Linked DNA regions of Sus scrofa: region 1 is linked to region 2. Evidence: chromatin contacts called from public Hi-C data. All regions are on one chromosome and are shown on one strand. The core of a region is the stretch at or near the end of the contact, and the rest is flanking DNA. Distances in the headings are between cores, read along the strand shown.

The links. Hi-C and Micro-C count contacts between places; a contact is called where the count stands out from the background.
Region 1: a contact with region 2 is called in a Hi-C map of alveolar macrophages, with 12 times the contacts expected there. The contact joins two enhancer-like sites. A contact is called at or near these places in 3 of 47 Hi-C or Micro-C datasets (alveolar macrophages, embryonic fibroblasts and subcutaneous adipose tissue).

The regions. Positions count from the first base shown.
Region 1 is chrX:45,569,344-45,572,242 of Sscrofa11.1, reverse strand. No RefSeq gene overlaps it. Among named protein-coding and RNA genes, the nearest start is that of MAGED1, 250 kb to the right of the region's middle. Within about 2 kb of position 1,327, at least 70 of the 83 cell types and tissues checked have an H3K27ac peak or open chromatin away from gene starts, as enhancers often do. A contact at or near this core is called in alveolar macrophages, where this site is marked.
Region 2 is chrX:42,748,695-42,751,878 of Sscrofa11.1, reverse strand. No RefSeq gene overlaps it. Among named protein-coding and RNA genes, the nearest start is that of WAS, 24 kb to the left of the region's middle. Within about 2 kb of position 1,373, at least 36 of the 83 cell types and tissues checked have an H3K27ac peak or open chromatin away from gene starts, as enhancers often do. A contact at or near this core is called in alveolar macrophages, where this site is marked.

The sequences.
Region 1 (2,899 bases), core at 78-2,577, 2.8 Mb before region 2:
CTTTATAGGATGTGAAACATCCTCATTTAAAAGGGAGGACGAGCTGAGGATGCCCCAATGCCCTTGAGCATGGTTTGATGAGGAAGAGCTGGTGGGGATGGTGTGCTGAAATCAGACTCGCTCCTACTCCTCAGACTGCATGGCCACTTCGGTTAACTTACTCTCTCTGGGTGATCTGATCTGATCGTCTAAGCCCCTGAACAGGTTAGGCTTCCTTCCTGGTAAAACCCCTGGCTCTGGACTCAGCCAATTTCCACATTACTGCTTCAGAGACTGAAGCTCCCAGAGGTCTCAGCACCACAGCAGGAACCAAGATCAGATGCAGAAGGCTAAATTCATAAACTCCAGCAGTCTTTTTGCCCATTTTGTAGATGACGGAATGATCCAGAAGAAATGGGAAACGTGACAATTCAGGAAAAAGGAATGATAAGTGCAAAAGCCTACTCCTTGAGAAGGAGAAAGGATGTGGGGCCTAGATGAGGGGCCTAGCCTCAAATGGGATATTGCCACTCTCCCAGAGGGGCAGCAGAGTATACAAGTACAGACTTAGTGCTAGAAAGTGGTGAGAGTTCCTGTCCGATCACTTTTCTATTTATTCTCAGTCATCACTAACTATCATAAGATTGGGTTCTGGTGCTTGTGGAAGGCTTTTGTAGGTAGAGAAGAGAGAAGGTACAGGAGCGGAGGGTGCACAGGGTTTGTCCTTTTGGTGGTACTGCCAGGAGTGTTGGGAGCAGGGAGAAAGAAGCATAGGAAATGAGCTGGGGGGAGACTTTATAGCCCTGGATAGCCTGGGTATGCAGAGGCCTGGTGGACCGTGAGGAAAGCTGCCAAAAGGTTGAATGCTATGAGTGAAGAGACACTAGAGAGAGGAAGCCGGAGGACAAGAGACAGGAATGCTAGAAACAGAAAATCATTGAGGAGCGAGGTCTTTCCAGATTACTGGAAAAGCAAGCATGGCCCTTGGCAGGAGGATGCTCCGGTAGGGAGGAGTGGAACATTGCTGAGGAGGTAGAGCCTCGCGGGGTGACTGAGTGAGCCTCGTGGGCCCTGAGATCGCCAGGATGGATCAGAAGAGTGAGGGCTGAGAGGAGCACAGTGAGTATTCCACCGGGGGCGAGCGCGTTCACAGCCCAGGGATGGGCGAGAGAAGAATGACCAGGGGACAGCACGCGGGGCGTCTGGGGAAGTTGGCAACAGGACCCAAACACCGCCGGTTTGGCCCCTTAGCCGACAGGTCCAGGAGAAAACTTACAGCGGAATAGGGCAGGGAGACTGGCACCGACCTCACTGGGCTCCCGAGCGCAGGCTCAAAACCCACCAATCGGAGCGTAGCCTCCGGTCTTGCGTCCTTCCGGGACGCCGGGACTTCTTGCCATTGTTGCTATGGTTCTAGGGGCGGGACTAGGGACCCGCTTCTGTGCTTAGGACAGTTCTGCGGGTTCGTTTCTCTTTTGCGGTCCTCATCCGCATCCCTCTTGGCTTCGGCATCTAAGACCAGCAGGGCTCTGCGAGGAAAACCAACGGAAAAGATGAATTTCCCTCCGGGACTCGTGGCAGTTAGTCTTTTTTGACCCTAGATGGCAGTGTTGCACCGTGCAGCTGCCTTACCCTCCTTCTCCCCCTCCCCTTGTACTTTAAAAAAACGGCAAGGAGCTTTTTCCGCAAAAAAGTCGGCTTCTTTAGGCGAAGGCGCGGGCCAGCCCGAAGGCAGAATCTGCTCCCTCTACTGGGGGTCCCTTTGAAAAACTCACAGCCTGGGGACAAACCCCTTTTGATTTTCAGGTTGACCTTTCTCCTGAGGAGCTGCCTAGGTTCCTAAGCAACTTGTGTTTCTGCTTCCCTGAATGGTTTTGGTATGGGCTTACCCTGGGTTTATGGACCTGGGTTTAATATATGATGAAATATATTCTCTCGTTATTAAAGTCATTGAATCTCAATGTAGAAAATTTGGAATACAGATAAAGTGTAATAAAGAAAGCTAATCTTATCCATAATCCTATTTCCTGGTGATGGCCATGAATAAATTCGTGATAAATTACCTTAGAGGTTTTTCATTCATAAAGGTGAACTTTAAACACGAGAGTCATACTGCATACTGACTTGAACATTTTACTTTTTAAACTCAGAATTTTAGCATGTTTCTCCATCTTAAAAATCATTTGAGAAAGACTTTGAAAAATGTTATTCACTTCCTAAAATAATACTTCAGTCTAAAAGAATGAGAAAACTAATACCTGAGACGAAAAGCAGAAATACCTTGTGACCTCTATCTCAAAGTAAAGTATCATAATGTAACTTTCCTAAGGACAGGATCTATATTTTTTTTGCTTTGTATTTGCTCACCATTTTATTTGCAACACATCAACAAAATAGTGCTTTGCAGTGTGTTCTCAATATGTATTTGTCGATTAAATGAACAAGTATCTGATATCTTCCCTCTGCTTTTCTTTGTAAATATAACATCTTTTTATAATGCTGGAAGGGTGCTCTATGAATAGTTTCTTACATTGCTTCTATTTCCTTACATTTAGCACTTTATTTTAGGAAATATTATTACACTTTAAAAACAGTTTTGTAGGCGGTTTTACCCCCTTCCCCAGAGTCTTTTTTTCATTCCTGTACTGGGGGCAGGGAAGCATCCTGCAAACCAGTGTGCAATATAGTCTGACAGACATGGGGCCTGAACATAGGGACCCTCTTTGAGGAGCCCTGAGACCCTTGACAGTAGACTCTTCCTCTGTGTTTCAGGTTCCACAGGTATAAAATGAGGGCAGTCTGCTTCATGGGTTGTAGCCAGAATCAATTACCCAATAGGTTCTTAGCTTGGCATTTATAGCTATCATGTTATTACGTTTGTGCTCTCCTCAGTATTTTTTTATTTTTTTTATTTTTTAAT
Region 2 (3,184 bases), core at 124-2,623:
TACATCCTCGCTTTGAGAACCGCCGGCCTCGTGTCTGGGTCCGCAAACTGAGGACAATGAGCCTGGCAGGTGTGTGAGGCCCGGGACCTAAGGGCTCCGTGGCTAGGGACGCTCTCCTCCAAGGTTTTTAGCTTTCCAGCATTTCTCGACAACTTGGGAAAATTGCGGGCATCTAATGTGGGGTTAACTAGTGTGGATTTACCAAGCCTAGGCAGAGTAGAAATGGAATTTTAGAAAGGGTGTCCGATGAGAGTTTGCAGTGTGGTCCTCAAATTTATTTCCGATTCAAAGGAGGCAGGCAAGTACTGCCGCAGTGAGCAGGTTTCCCGCAAACCCTGCAACAAGCAGCTTCCTTTCCAGCAGCCATCAGGCGCCCAGGCGTTTTTTTCAGACGCGAAAGGCGGGTGAAGAGGCCGCGTCGATGAGGGGGTGGGGTGAGGGATGGAGGGCGTCTTGGCATTTCTGGAGCAACATCGCCACCAAGAGGAAAATTTAACAAAGCCTCAAGCCACGTGGGCAAACAGAATGAAGCTTCCATAAAAGAAAGGAATGCTTTGTTGAAATAGAAAATCCAGAAGTCTTGAGAGAGAGATCCCGAAGCCAAGTTGAAGATGATCCCACAGATTATAGATGGGACAATTTGAGCTTCAACAAGTTATTGTCATAACGGGTTGAAATACATGAAATATAAACCAGTTTAAGATCCGCAAACTCCCAGGAGTTCCGGTCATGGCTCGGTGGTTAAGGAACCCGACTAGTATCCATGAGGTTGTGGGTTTGATCCCTGGCCCCGCTCAGTGGGTTAAGGATCCAGTGTTGCCGTGAGCTGTGGTGTAGGTCGCAGACGTGGCTCAGATCTGGATCTGGCATTGCTGTGGCTGTGGTGTAGGTCGGCAGCTGTAGCTCCGATTGGACCCCTAGCCTGGGAACCTCCATATGCCACGGGTGCAGCCCTAAAAAGACCAAAAAAAGAAAAAAAAAAAATCCACAAACTCCTGATACAAATAAAAATAGCTTATTGGTCACCTTGGGAGAATGCTTGGGAAACAACTCTGTATAAAGAAAACTGATAAATACAGCAAAAGAATTAAGCATCTATCTTTTTTCTTTTCTTTCGTCATTTTAGGGCCATACTTGTGACATATGGAAGTTCCCAGGCTTGGGGTCAAATCCCAGCTGTAGTTGCAGCCTACACCACAGCCACAGCAACACTGGTGTTCGACCTACACCAGACTTTGACAACACAAGTCTTCAAACTACACCACAGCTCATGGTAACACTGGATCCCAGACCCACTGAGTGAGGCCAGGGAAGCGAACCCAAACTCACATCCTCATGGGTACTAGTCAGATTTGTTTCCGCTTCACCACAAGGGGAACTCCATCTCTTTCTTTCTTTCTCTTTCTCTTTTGTCTTTTTGGGGCCACACCTACAGCACACCAGTCTTCGACCTACACCCCAGCTCACCACAACACCAGATCCTTAACCCACTGATCGAGGCCAGGGATCGAACCTGCGTCCTCATGGATGCTAGTCAGATTCATTTCCACTGAGCCACAACAAGAAGCCCCCTTCCTTCCTTTCCTCCTTTCTTCTTTCTTTCTTTCTTGGCAGCACCTGCAGCATATGGAAGTTCCTGGGCCAGGGGTTGAATAGGAGCTGCAGCCTATCCCACCCTTAATCCACTGGGTGAGGCCAGGGATGGAACCACATCTTCACAGAGACAACATCGTGTTCTTAACCTGCTGAGTCACAACGGGAACTCCTATCCTGTTTTTCTTATACAAGGCAGCACTGGCGAGGGGGCAGTTCTCCTTTATTATATTTGGGCTAACAAATGAAGAAGGAATAATTACAACATGGTAAATCAGCTATATGTCAATAAAAATTTTAAAAATAAAAAAATAAAAAAAATTAAAAATGAAGAAGGAACGAACAAATAAGAACATTCCCTTTTGAGAGTTCCCTTGTGGCACAGTGGGTTAAGAACCTGGTGTTGTCATTTCAGCAGCTCAGGTCGCTTCTGTGGCACGAGTTTGATCGAACTCCAATAAATATGACAGGAACTCCAATAAATAAACCATTCTGATAGGGGTGGAGTAGGCACAGGTAGTTGTAGAAGTCCCAGTAGAGGATCATAGATAGAGAAGGAAATCTAGGGGGTGCTGGGAGATCATTGTAAGTTCAAACATTGCTGGAAAAAAGGGAGCTCCCATTGTGGCACAGTGGAAACGAATCCAACTAGGAACCATGAGGTTGCGGGTTCAATCCCTGGCCTCGCTCACTGGGTTAAGGATCCGGCGTTGCTGGGAGCTGTTGTGCAGGTTTGAAGACGCGGCTCGGACCCCGTGTGGCTGTGGCTCTGGTGTAGGCCAGTGGCTACAGCTCCGATTGGACCCCTGGCCTGGGAACCTCCATACGCCGCGGGTGAGGCCTTAAAAAGGATGAAAGACAAAAAAAAATATTGCTGAAAAAAGCCATCAGAACGAGGCAGGCTTGCTTGACAAGTGGAGGTATGAGAATTGCCTCAGGTCATTGGGTGGGGCTGGGATGAGGCCTGCATTCAGATTCAGACCTGGGGCAGGAGTTTGGGGACCGCCCTTCTGCTGATTTGAATACACAGCTTACTGGAGACCCAGGAGGAGCTACTACTCCCAGAAAGGAAGAGGCGGTCTTCTCCGACCCCCACTCCCCTCGGAAGAGAAAACTGTAGCCCACCCCATCCTCCTCCGGGCATAGCTTCAGTGCCTGCCCGCTGGCACCTCTCACAAGGGTCCTATCCTAATAAATCTATTTCTTGCCTATCCCTTTGTCTCTTGCTGAATTCCTTCTGCGCAAAGACATGAAGAACCTGAACCTCAAGTGAGTCCAGACACAGGGTGAGGGATTCTAATTTAAAACCATGGGTTCGGAGTTCCCGTCGTGGCGCAGCAGAAACGAATCCACCTAGGAACCATGAGGTTGTGAGTTCGATCCCTGGCCTTGCTCAGTGGGTTGAGGATCCAGCGTTGCCGTGAGCTGTGGTGTAGGTCACAGACACGGCTCCAATCTGGTGTGGCTGTGGCTGTGGTGTAGGCCAGTGGCTACAGCTCCAATTGGACCCCTAGCCTGGGAACCTCCATATACCATGGGTCCGGCCCTAAAAAGACAAAAGACAAAAGACGAAAACAAACAAACAAAAACA